2 separate regions of the Lactuca sativa genome follow, and region 2 is linked to region 1. Evidence: chromatin contacts called from public Hi-C data. All regions are on one chromosome and are shown on one strand. Each heading gives the region's core, a stretch centred on a gene start, on an enhancer-like site or on the middle of the called end of the contact. The rest is flanking DNA. Distances are from core to core; before and after follow the strand shown.

Region 1 (6,758 bases), core at 3,531-6,030:
TAGACCAAAAATATAAAATTATAAAATGAATGTTATCCATGATATATCAGGTAAAAACCAAAAAAACGTTTGTCAACACTTTATGCAATAAAATAGAACTTGAAGAAAGTGAGGGGGTGGTAGTGTGGGATGTTTAGGATTGTTTATTTAAGGTGTTAAATAAAGAGTTTTTGATGAGTTAATATTTTCTAACTTATTGAAAATAGTTTATGACTTATTTGCCGGTTCCCGAAAAAACTTATTTAAACCAATTTACCATATTAACCATATTTGTAACTATATATTTATACTAGTTTATAACCCGTCGAAATTACGGTTACAAAATTAATTAAATTTTAATAGTAAAAACTCAAAATTATTAATCACTTATTTTAAATAAATTATTAATTAAGAGAGTTTTTTTTAGTTATATAAAATTATAATCATTGATTTAAATAAATATATAAAATTATATCACTTTATAAATTATAATTTGTGTTAATTTTATTTTAATTTTTATTTTAATGTTATTATTAATTTAATGTAATTAGAATGGGAAAATTTAAAATTTAAAATTTAAAATGAAGAATAAATAGGTTGACAAATGGCATGCATTAATTAGAAGACATAATGGAGTGACACATGACAAAAGAAAAATAAAATATACATTAATTATGAGGCTTAATATAATGACAAATGTCAAAAGGAGAATAAAACTATTCTTTTATTAGAATATTAGAATAGGGAGATATAGTAGGTGTAAAACTCGTGTGTTACATAAGTTTATTAAAAAACTAAAATATTAAAATGTAAATAATAAATATTTTTTAAAATAAAATTTTGAAATAAGGAATGAAAAACATATTAATTGTAATTTAGTATAATATTTATTACATTTGATACTTTACATATAAGTATAAGTATTATGTGGTTTTTTAATTTTAAAAATTGAAAAAAAAATAACCCTATTTTATGACATGTAGATATTATTTATTAAAAAAAATATAACAAAATAACATGTGTCAAAACTAATTAGAAATTGATATGACAAAATTATCTTCATTTATTATAATAAATTCTATCTTTATTGGTCTTATATATATATATATATATATATATATATATATATATATATATATATATATATATATATATATATTAAAATAGAAATTATCAAACACTAAAAAAAACAACTTATTAACTTATTACGATAGCTAATATGCTAATCCAAAGACTTTATAAAACTTCATTTTGCCATCGGAAAAATTAATAAACATTTTTACAAATAAACATAAGTTGTTCTAAATATGCAATCCCAAACACCCCTTAAATAGACAGTGTTAAACCATAAAAAAAATCAAGGTAAATTTTCCACTTATGTTTTTTGTTAGATGATTTGACTTTTATATCTTTATTTTAATTGAAAAAAAAAATGAATCGTCATGAAGGATAAAAATCAAATCACTTTATTTTTAAATGAATAAATAAAAAACCTACATACAAATATCATCTCCCATATATATATATATATATATATATATATATATATATATATATATATATATATATATATATATATATATATATATATATATATATATATATATATATATATATATATATATATATATATATATATATATATATATATATATATATATATATATATATATATATATATAGGAAGAAAAGATCAAGTCAAAGATAGAGATACAAGAGGCCCACATATGCAAAATTAACAGGTGAAATTAGTAGTTATATAGATTTGTCTAAGTACAAAATAGAATATTACAAAAGTGCTTTACTAGTTCTTGCACATAACCAACCCAACATAAAATAAAATAAAAAATAAAAAACCAATCTTTTTGAAGTAAAATAAAGATGCTTTTTTACACTATCTCCAACCAACCATCTAAAATTACAACAGTAAAAATTTTGTATAACAGATAAATCCAATAAGTTTCTGTTTTATAAAAAAGGCTTTTTTGATCATCTTTGCAGCTTTCCAATCGAATGCAAATAGATGGAAACTGAAACAACACTGTCAACAAACACTTATTATTAATTCATTAATTAAATAAAGAATCATTAATTAATTTAGATAAATAATAAAAATGATTTGCTTACGTGGATCCAAGGAAGAAAGCCAGAGATAGATGAAAATTGAACAAAAACACAGAAACAACCGCTGTCACTAGCATTGCTACAGAAGTTGAATAAACCTGCAATAATGGCAAAACTGTAAATACCAATAATGGCAATACTGTAAATACCAATCAACTTACCTTCACAATATTGTCAGCATACTTCATCACCATGGACACAGCAATCCCACTGCAAATAAATTAAACATTTTTATTTTTATTTCAATTAAATCTTATTTTAAAAAAAAAAAAAAAAAAGCATATCTTTCAGATCTTGGTATAAATAAAATACCTTAGGGCATGGTTGATAATCATGAGAACTGTAATCAGTGAATATCCATGGAAAAATCCCCTGCACAAAAGACAAAAATTGTAGTTAATGATGTATTGATAAAAAGATGAGAAGGGCATTTACGTCTTTTTACACAGAGTATAAGAAACATACTTGTTGACAACAGCATCAAAATCTTGGATAATGATTGCAACAACATTGAAAGCCATCCCAAAAACATATAACCAGAAATTCTGCACATTTATGTTCCTCGAAGGACGTTTCTTTATTATAGCCTGAAAATAGATATGAGTTAAACGCATGTGAAATGACCATTTTGCCCCCCATTAAGTAACTACTGGACCTTATCCTAAAAATCAACAAACTACACTGTTTACCTCTGTGTAGACTCCAGCAAAACCACTTAAAAGTGCCATGATCTGGAAAAGAAATAATTGAGTACATATCAGAATACTAATTATTTTAATAAAAAAAAATATTTGTAATATGACATTAATAAGTTGAAAAATACAAGGACTCACAATGGCCATTATCCAACCTACGAAAGGAGTCTGAAGCACATGATCAGAACTGTTAATGAAAAGTGAAACATAATCATAAAGAATTAAAGAAATCAACGATACTATTATAAAAAGAATTGAATAAAGATGAACTGTTTGTTTATGGAAATTCACATCCAATTCAGAAACAATATAAGAAAAAAAAATTGTATACTGAAGATAATCAAACTTACGAAGGGTTAAGTTGTGCTGTTGTGCACCCTGCACAAAGTAAAATGAAAGCAGCCCATTGGATCTCACTTAACCTATGAAAAGTTAAAGTCAATTGAATTCAAACAAAAGTCAATATGTGAAGTAATCATCACTCATCATGAGGATTTACATAAAGGATAGAGGAACACATACTTCTTCTTGAGAATTATACGATACAACACACCAGTGCTGATGATATTCAGGTTTTTCAAGATTTGATACCCTGGAGCATCCACATATGCAAAGATATAGTACTACAAAATACAGACATGCATCAGAAAGAATTCAATTCAATTCAATACAATTAATAATGTCAGATTGAAAAATGATAAAAAGATAAAAAGATAAAAACCAACCTGGAGCAAGTTTTTTACAAGGTAAAGTGCTGCAGGAATGGGGTAAACACTAACTTCATCTACTGTTGTACTCAACCTGATGAAAAGAGTGAGTTTCATACTTTCATAATGCAATGAAACAATGGGACAGATTTAATTTTGAAGAAAGATTATTGAAGAAACCTGTTATCTTCAGTCACACCTTCAGTTCTCCATATTCTACCCAAGGCCAAAAGCGATAGTGCACATTTCAAAGCCTCAACCTGATTCCAAAGCAAGGAAAATGGAGGTCTAGCATAAGACAATATAAGAAAGAATTCTCAATCAGAGTATGGAGCAAAAAGTAGAGGTTTTTCACTTGAAATCCTGGAAAAAAAAGTTCCTCACCAAAAAGTTTGCTGTTGTGACACTGTACTCGTATCTTCCAGCTCTTTTGGACCAGACAATAAGTATAGCTTGGGAGCTTGTTAGAAAAGTTAATGCTAGTGTCACCATAGACCTATTGCAATCAAGAGAAGGAAATACAGATCATGACATACGAAATCTTATAGCATATAATGAAATTGGCAATGATATGGTAGAGAGTTAGAGACTACTACTTACTTCATCTTCCACTTTGTTTTGTCATAAGGTGCAGGACCTGAAAATGTCAGCACAAACCTTCAGGACAAAAGGAAGACAAAACTCCTACAAGATGACATTTTAGTATTTTACAACACATGTATAATCTGAAAAACTGTATGATACCATCTAAAATAGCTTTTCCGCGTAAGCTCTCGAGGTCTTCGGTAGCAGGATTCACATCCTTATCCTACAAGGTAACATTACATTACATTACACTGAATATGTGGACTCAACAATACTGCAAAGAAGCAGATCGAGGTCGAATCTAACCATGAGGATGAGATATGTGTTGTTTAATTCGACTTAACCGACAAAATCGATGAGAATGCAGAGAGCCCCAAATTATATAAAGAGTATGATAAAATAAGAGAAAGAAATCTAGGGCGTAGAACATGGAGAAGAAGAGAACAGTGTTCGAACCTGATCTTTGATCCTTCTGTACTCCATTACAACGTTTCAATTTGAATTTCGCAGTACAAAACTGGATCCAGACCGATGTCGGTTGGAGGAGAGTGTATGAGCAGCTGATGAACTCGATGGCCGAAACAAGCATCAACGGTGGACGGAGTGATCTCTATTCTCTACTGGTAGTATCTCAGAGACTAAAAAGAGTAACTTGTAAATGGATGTAATTTGATGCTTGAATCAAGGTGTATTTTATTGTTTAGATATGATTTTTTGATTTAAAGTGTAATTGTCGTAATTTGATTAATTGAATTGGTTTATACGATCTAAAGGATTTAATATAAAATAAGGTTTCATTATTTACTTATGTAACAATCTTTTTTTTTATTTGTTTTTAATTTGTATAATCATGTTTATTTTTGTATGAAATGTGTAATGGCCGAGAGTAATTCATCCATAAAACCATATCAGTTTTTTTTTTCTTTTTTTTCTTCTCTAACATATGGGAATGGTTCTTTCTAACATCTCCTTTCCATAACATTTTAATACAACTCATGATGCCCATGACAATGATGAAAGGAGAACGAAAGAAACAAGCAAGCTTGGAGAGCACAACCCGAAGGAACCTCTTTCCCTAGCTATTCGGATATGTGTTTCCAACGAGAATGAAGACGATGTCTTTTTTCCGCCATTGTGCTTCAAGATAAGGGTGTTGATCGGGTATAATTTTCGGATTTCGGATAATTCGGGTTTTTTTTTAAAATACTACTCGATATCCGACCTATATTACACTTCGGGTACTCGGGTTCGGGTAGATCAAGTTTTACATATACCCTTATACATGTGCACTACGTTTTCTTTATGATATTTTTGTTTTACAAATTTTTTTTCTTTTGAAATTGACTATTGATAATTTATCGATACTCAAATATTAACTATGTAAGTTAATGGATCAATATAAGTTTAATAGTTATTATAGCTAATGTATCAGTTTTTTTTAAAAGATCGGGTATACCCGAATTTTTTTAAAGCTACCCAATATCCAACCTATTTAAGTATTGGGTTACCCGATTACCCGAATTTTCGAATCTGATACCCAGACCGATCTACCCGAATTCAGAACGGGTCAGGTCAGGTAAACAGGTATCGATTATTTTCAACAGGCCTAGTTCGACACCATCCACTCTAAAGATGTTTCAAAAAAATGACTACTTAAATTTTTAGACACTTCATACTATTTAGGTATTCTCGTTTTTAGCCAACAAAATTATAAGTTTAAAAAAATTTATGGTAGATGTAATTATTTATGATGTCATTGTAAGACATTGTTAGACTAAAGGGGTATACACCTATAGTGGAGTGTGATAAGTGTGATCTGACACCATAATGGGGGTGCTGTAATGATATACGACCTCAAAAGCCAGTGTGTGGTGAGGGTGAGAACTGGAGAAATCTACAACATCTCTAACCTCTTTCCCAACATAATGGGTGCGGGAAAACCATACTATAAGAACGCTTATCGTCGTTCTTTCATTTTTCTTCACGCTTCCTCTCCTATGTTTTTCTTTCTTCTAGGGTTCCTTTTCCTCTTCTCTTCCATGGCTGGTCCATCCGGAATCCTTTCTACTAAAGTTGAGTACAGGTTTCTTGAGAAGACGTACGACCTTTCTTCAGCGGATGAGGTCGAGTTCCCATGACCTGGTTCGTCCATTATGTCTCTTCCTCCTAGAAAAGTGGGGGTTTATCTGAAGAACCTTGAAGCTGGACTATGCCTCCCCCTTACCGATTTCCAGGAGGAGGTCTTGCAGAAGGACGGTTGTAGCATCCAGATGTTGACTCCCAACGTCGTAAACAAGGTAGTGGCGTTCGAGATGATCTGTTGTGCCAATGGCGTTCTCCCCGACTACTTCGTCTTCAAGTACTTTTTTAGGTTCTGCTGTACTGGTGACAAGTGTACTTTTTCCGTCCGGCAAGGGGGACACACCCTGGTTCCTAATGGACGGACCCTAAGAACTGGCAAGATAAGTGGTTGTAGGTGAATCACAGCTTGGCAGGTAATGGACGGTATCGTGCTAACTCCTTTGTCGACATTACTCCCAAACTGTTTCCGTGCAACCAGGGTGTCGCCGACCTCCTAAAGAGCATCCAGGTCACCCCTGAGGACTACTCCGAGGCACTACTGGCCATGGGAATGAGCCCCTCCTGGAGGCGACGGGGGAAAATGGCG
Region 2 (6,493 bases), core at 85-2,584, 170 kb after region 1:
AGCTTTTCTCTCACTATAATGTCCCCTTTGAATGATCCGATCAAACAATTCTCCACCATTACAAAGCTCCATGACAATATGAACATACAAAGGATCTTCATATGCACCCTTAATCGTGACAATATTCTTGTGTCCTGCTAAATGGTGCATTATCTGAATCTCTCTCCTAACATCTTCCAAATCCTCTTTTGAAATCAGCTTCCTTTTGGAAATCGATTTACAAGCGTAATCTATCCCTGTTGCGATTTCAGTGCATAAATAGGTAGTACCGAATTGACCTTGACCTAGCTTTTGACCCAATGTGTAGACATCGCGAATGTTATCGGTTTTATGGCCAAGAACGTAGTAAGCTTGGTTGGAGGTTCCATGGCGACTCATGGTTATGGTGGTGTCTTTTTTGGGAAGAGGGAGGGGTTTCGGAGTGGGTTCTTTTGAAAATTCTTGAGATATGAGGTTTTGATTGATCAAGGTGGTGGGTGAGTAATCTAAAGAGTTGTTAGATAAAGCAGAAGAAGGGTTTTGAGTAGCGATTGAATGGTCTTCGGGCTTATTAAAGCCTTCTGTGTGTTTTGTTCCTAAAGATCCACGGCATGTATTGCCCATAAAGCGATCAACTTCTGCTCATCAAATTTGCTGCATAAAGAGGTATCAAGTCGTACAAATTAGACATGTAACACCTCAAGAAAAGTTTCGTCTTTTTTCTTAATAAAAAGATCTGCCAACAGATCGGAGAAGTAATCTTGAGTTCATCGTAAATAGATTGTTGATTAAACAAGAAAAAACCAATCTGAGCGAACTTGCTGAAAATCAACAGAAAGACTTCAAATTTGTTGATTTTCTGGCAAAACCCAGATGAGAAACTATAAAAATGGACAGAAAGATTTCAATTTGTTGATTTCAGGAAAAAAAAAAAAAAAAAAAAAAAAAAACAGATGAGAAACTATTAAAATGGACAGAAAGACTTCAAATTTGTTGATTTTAGGCAAAACCCATACGAGAAAATGAAATTAAATGACGAGAAAGACTTAAAAATAGATGAGAGCAACCAGAAGAAATCGATGAAATCAAGTACGTAGTTGCAAGTAATAAGATTAGAAGAGGTATAGATCTAGTAAAGTACCTGAAGGACGAATGTAAAAGTTAAACGGCGATCAGGTTGAGGAAGAAGACTAAGGATGATGATTAGCGGATGAACAGCTAGCATGGGTGTTGACAAGTTTAAATTTATGAAAAGTAGGAAACTCCAGTGTTGTTGCCAAGAAGGAACGGAGGAGGTGGTGGAAGATGGGTGCTGACCAGCTTACTGCTCACCAATCTCCCTCTAAACTTCCTCTATCCACAACAATATTACACATGACTACCTCAAACTATCCATCAAATCCCCATAAGCCCTGCAGAAACACCAAAATATATATATATATATATATATATATATATATATATATATATATATATATATATATATATATATATATATATATATATATATATATATATATATATATATATATATATATATATATATATATATATATATATATATATATATATAAAATAGGCTAAACATTTGACATGTTATATTAAGATGGAAAGTTGATATTGTACAATAGCCAAGATTGGTGTTTATCTCAGATCGGTCACTAATGTTTTTTTTTCCACAATTAGTCATTAAAGTAACATATTATTACCGAAAGATAAGGATATGAGCGACATGTTAACCAATGTACATGCTAGAAGCTAGCGTAGTATTAGGTGCTTTTTGCACATATTTTTGTCCATTTTATGCATCGATTTAGTGTAGTTTACTTCATTTTATATTCATTTCATTAAAAGTATTGTTATTTATTGGAACAATCTTACTTGCATATTTATGTAGTTTTAAGCAATGTACTATGGGAGAAGTCCTGAGGATGGCAAGTCATTTTATACATGACATGGGCAGTGTTGATTTTCCCTATTTCAACAAGGGTCGTGTTCGGTCCAACAACTGCCTTTTGGCAATTTTCCTTTTTATTCTATCTCGGGATTTTGGTGCATTTTAAACTTACACTTCATTTCAGGTGATCCGGAGGTGGAAACGCGCTTTGGGAGGTGGCGGGAAGCACAGGTGAAGGTATCGGGACGATCAAACGTGGAACAAAAAAGGTTGGAAAATCAAGTTTTCGCCTAGAAGCAAAGACGGACCTTGCAGAACACGGACCGTGTCATTTTAGCTTATATTGACACGGGTTGTGTTGATCCATTTATGCAATTTTGAGCAATGTACTTTGGAAGAAGTCCCGAAGACGGCAAGTCATTTTCTACACGACACTGGTCGAATTGATTTACCCTATTTCAACACAAGCCCTGTTCGGTCCTATAACTGCCTTTTGGCGGTTTTTCCTTTTTACTCTATCTTAGGATTTTGGTACATTTTAGACTTACACTTCATTTCAGAGCCCTTAGAGAATGGTGATTTCTAGTACTAATACAAGTTTTCGATTGTAATCATTTGGAAACATTTTGTCATTAGATTTGTAAGTTTCATTGCGGATTATTTCATCTTTTTTTTAACTTGTTGATTGTTCTAGCCATGTGTGTCTAGAACCCTAGTTTCTCCAACTTTATGTCTTGACTTCTTAGTTGTGATTTCAATCATATGATTTGATGTTTGTTTTCAATTTCTATCTATTGAATTTGATTTTGTTTTAATCGAATGCTTTATTATAATTGTAATTCTTATTGATAATTTGAATCAGGGTTAGGTCATTCAAGTTATCTAATTGCAAAATCTATAATTGCGGATTGGACTAAGTAACAAGCACTAAACTGATTTCCATTGAATGAATTTAGTGTAAATCTTATCCACACACTCTTACGCTTCCAAACTTGTGAGGGGTAGGGTGTTGTTGGAAACATTCACATCACACTTAATGTAATCTTTCAATTTAATACTAAAAGCTTCTTTAGGTTAGGTTAGTAAGGTTAGGGTTAATTAAAGAGCTTATTTGGGTTAATTAATGTGGTGAATGTGAAGTGTTAGAGCCTGTTAGCACTTATATGTACCAACCTAGGTAGAAGTAAGTAAATATCATGTCATCTTTGTGTAACACCCCGAATTTAAAAGACCTAGAAAGGAAAGGAAAACCTCAAGATCAGAAGGCAACTCGTCGAGTAGGTGGGATGACTCGACGAGTAGGAGCATATTTTGGGTCGCGGGTTAAGTGAGCCACTCGGCGAGTTGGAGGACCAACTCAGCGAGTTGGTCAGGGTTTGGGAAACCCTAAATCTGGGACTTGGTGCCCTATTTAAACATCTTATTCTCCTCCTCTTGGTTCCATTCCCAGCCTTCATTGTCTAGAACTTAAACCACGAAACCTTAGAGCCTTTTGAGAGTGTGTGAGCCATCCTTGAGTGTTTCGTGTGTTCTTGAAGGCTAGAAGAAGAAAAGGAAGATTGAAGGTTCAAGGAGAAGGTTGTGGATCCATGGATTTCGTTCTAATCTCATCACTTTCTAGTAATCAAGCTCCTAATTGCCTTGTAGTTTCTTAGATCTCTTTATGATCCCTTTATGGGGTTTTTTTTTCCAAGAAGTAGGATTCATAGGTTAAGGATGTCCCAAGTTGATGATACTTTCGGATCTGAAGTCATTGAGGGTTGTGAAGGCATAAAGGTGCAAACTTTATGCCATTAGAGTCTCATGCAAACCCTAAGGATGCTAGTATGGCCTTTTGGTCATAGATTTATGTAAAGTTCAGGACTTTACGTGTTTATTGGGTGACTAGGGTCTAGATCTTGGTTCCCCTGCTATGGATTGGAGTAATATGGGTTTTGGTCATAGATTTATGTCTTGAGGGGACTAGGGTTTTGGCTAAACCCATTAAGAAGGATTTGGAGTGGGTAAAGTTGGAAACTTTACCCTTAAGGGGTCATTTCTAGCATGAAGACGAAGTTTGGGGTCTAGATTTGAACTGTAGGGGCTTAATCTATTAAGATGAACCAAACAGAATGAGAGACTCGGCGAGTCTAGGAAGGGACTCGACGAGTCGAAGCGAGTTGTCCAGTTTCTGTTCATGCTAGAACTCAGTGAGTCTGAGGGCTGACTCGACGAGTTGATTCGATAAATCGCAACCATGAGTAGCCAGGGAACTCAGCGAGTCAGGTGGTGACTCGACGAGTTGGATCGCGATTTCAGGATTCTGATTACTGGAACTCTGTGAGTTGATTGAGCAACTCGGCGAGTTGAGTCAACTCAGAGCGTTGACTTTGACTTTGACCAAGGTTGACCTAATTTGACTTTGAGGAAATTTTGGGACTAAGTGTCATGTTGTTACTGATAGTTCGGGGAGCCGAATGATCAGCAGTTCGAGGAATTGCCAGTTAGCAGCTAGAGAAGTATCAGCAGGACTTCAGCAGTGCAAGGTGAGTCTCCTCACTGTGTGCATGGGTCTAAGGCCACAATGCCAACCCATTATGCTTGTGTATAGTAGGAAGACCCGGGGGTTAGCCCTAGGCATTATATGTTATATGTTCTGGATCACGATCCGATGTCGGGCAAGGCCCGAGGAATGTTAGTATGCTAGAAGTCTTTGTGATTCTTGCATGTGTCGGTACGATAGGTTCCGAACCAAGGTCCGATGCCGGGGCAAGCCCGAAGTATATATGTATGGTAGTATGTTCCAAACAGGGGTCCAATATCGGGGAAAGCCCGAGGAAGATTTATATATGCATGTTAGATTATACATGTTGTCTTTATGATACTTGTATGTGCCTGGTAGGGAGGTGAGTGTGGGCGAGGTCCCGTATCTCATCACTAGATGAGTATGGATGGGGTTCCATATCTCAATATTAGCAAAGTAGGGGTGAGGCCCGTGATAGGAGAGAAGTGAGTGTGGGCAGGGCCCGTATCTCACTATCAGCAGGAGTGTGGACGGGGTTTCATAACTCATTAGTAGCATACCAAGGACGGGGCCCAAGTTAGGCTAGGCCTTAGATCAGGAGTACGGTAGAGTATGTTTCTATATGTATTAGTATGTTTATATGATTGTATATGTATGGAGAGTGAGGCCCAGAGACAGGCGGGGCCTAAGAGAGACAGATTTGTATACCGAGCGGGGCTCGATGCCAGGCGGGGCCTGATGCCGGGCGGGGCCCAATGCCGGAGCAAGTCTGATGTCGGGCAAGTCCCGATGTAACGGGCGGGGGCCTAGTACGTGATTATGTGTATGGTATGTTGTAGATTGGGGAACTCACAAAGCTTCATGCTTACGGTTTTCAGTTTTGGTTTCAGGTACTTCCGGTAGCGGAGGGAAGAGCTTGGGATGATTGCATCGCACACACCAAGAGTTTAGCATGGGATGTTTTACTCTGATAAAATAAGCATGTTTTGAATTAATACTTTGTTTTGAGAAAACAACTTATGTTTATGAAAGAAATCATTTGATAATTATGGTTTGTTTAATGATTTAAAAAATGAAATTTTTGGACCGTATTTTTGGGATGTTTCACTTTCAATCACATTGCTATGTTGTCATACATAGAGTTGGAGCCTTTACAAATTCTGAATCTATTTTAGCTAGTTAATCATTTACTCGTTTCTTTATTCATTTACTTGAATTATTTCATACGACCCCCCCCCCCCCCCCCTTTTTTTTTCTTTTTGGTAACCAAAGTACCTTACGCAAAAAGGTATAGACTGTATCCATGTGTCTCTGTGGATCGAACCTGCTTATCTTGTACTAAATTTTAGTGCAATTTAGCAGTGTTCTTTTGGAGTATACTGTATCCCTATCATTTTTTTGGGTTTGACCCCGTAACACGTGGATTGACTTACACGGACCTAAAATACAATGTCATTGGCATAGTGGCATAGCTTCCTTAAATGAAGCCCCAATACGAACCATCTACATAATGCTCTTACCAAAAATTAGATTAGGTTATTTACGATAAGAAACCTGTTTATCTTGATTGATAAAAACGGAAACTAATGTCTTCCTTGTATGCTCGGACTCAAAACTCCAGCTTCGTCAAACGTGTTGGACATGGCGAGGAAGAAACATGTCCTCTGCGTCGTTGTCAAAACGAGCTCAGCATTGAACGCACCTCCTGGAGTCATGATAATCCAAGTTGGAGGTTTTGGAACTTCAAGAATTCACTAATGATGTCCATTATTTCTAACAACATCCTCAATCGTAATCCCGACGATGAGGTTTTTGGTCCAAACGCCAGGTATTTGGCACAGAACGTTAGGCGTTCAAATGCCAGGCGTTTGGCATAGAACGCTATGCATTCTATGATAGACGCTAGGCGTTTGCACGCAGAGACCAAACCCTAATTTTTAGCGTTTGTACCCTATTTAAAGAACATTATGGCTTCAAAACCCTTTACCACTCCAACCTCCATCCTCATTTCGAAAACCCTAAGTGTGTTTGAGAGTATGAAGCCTTGGTTCATCTTTTTGGTATCATTTAGTGTTCTTAATAAGAGAAGGAAGATCATTGGAGTATGGTGTTGC

What was found. A called contact is a pair of places that touch in the nucleus more often than the background predicts.
Region 2: a contact with region 1 is called in a Hi-C map of seed, with 4 times the contacts expected there. The contact joins the promoter of LOC111896208 here to the promoter of LOC111896204 in region 1. A contact is called at or near these places in 2 of 4 Hi-C or Micro-C datasets (leaf and seed).

The regions. Positions count from the first base shown.
Region 1 is chr8:197,909,490-197,916,247 of Lsat_Salinas_v11, forward strand. It overlaps LOC111896204 (CMP-sialic acid transporter 2), which reads right to left and starts at 4,781. Exons shown (of 15, transcript XM_023892220.3): 1 at 4,547-4,781; 2 at 4,250-4,313; 3 at 4,106-4,142; 4 at 3,890-4,001; 5 at 3,686-3,765; 6 at 3,524-3,599; 7 at 3,321-3,421; 8 at 3,149-3,220; 9 at 2,937-2,985; 10 at 2,793-2,834; 11 at 2,569-2,690; 12 at 2,416-2,475; 13 at 2,265-2,313; 14 at 2,107-2,201; 1 more. The coding sequence starts at 4,573. The coding sequence ends at 1,969.
Region 2 is chr8:198,081,843-198,088,335 of Lsat_Salinas_v11, forward strand. It overlaps LOC111896208 (calcium-dependent protein kinase 26), which reads right to left and starts at 1,335. Exons shown (of 8, transcript XM_023892223.3): 1 at 1,121-1,335; 2 at 1-633. The coding sequence starts at 603.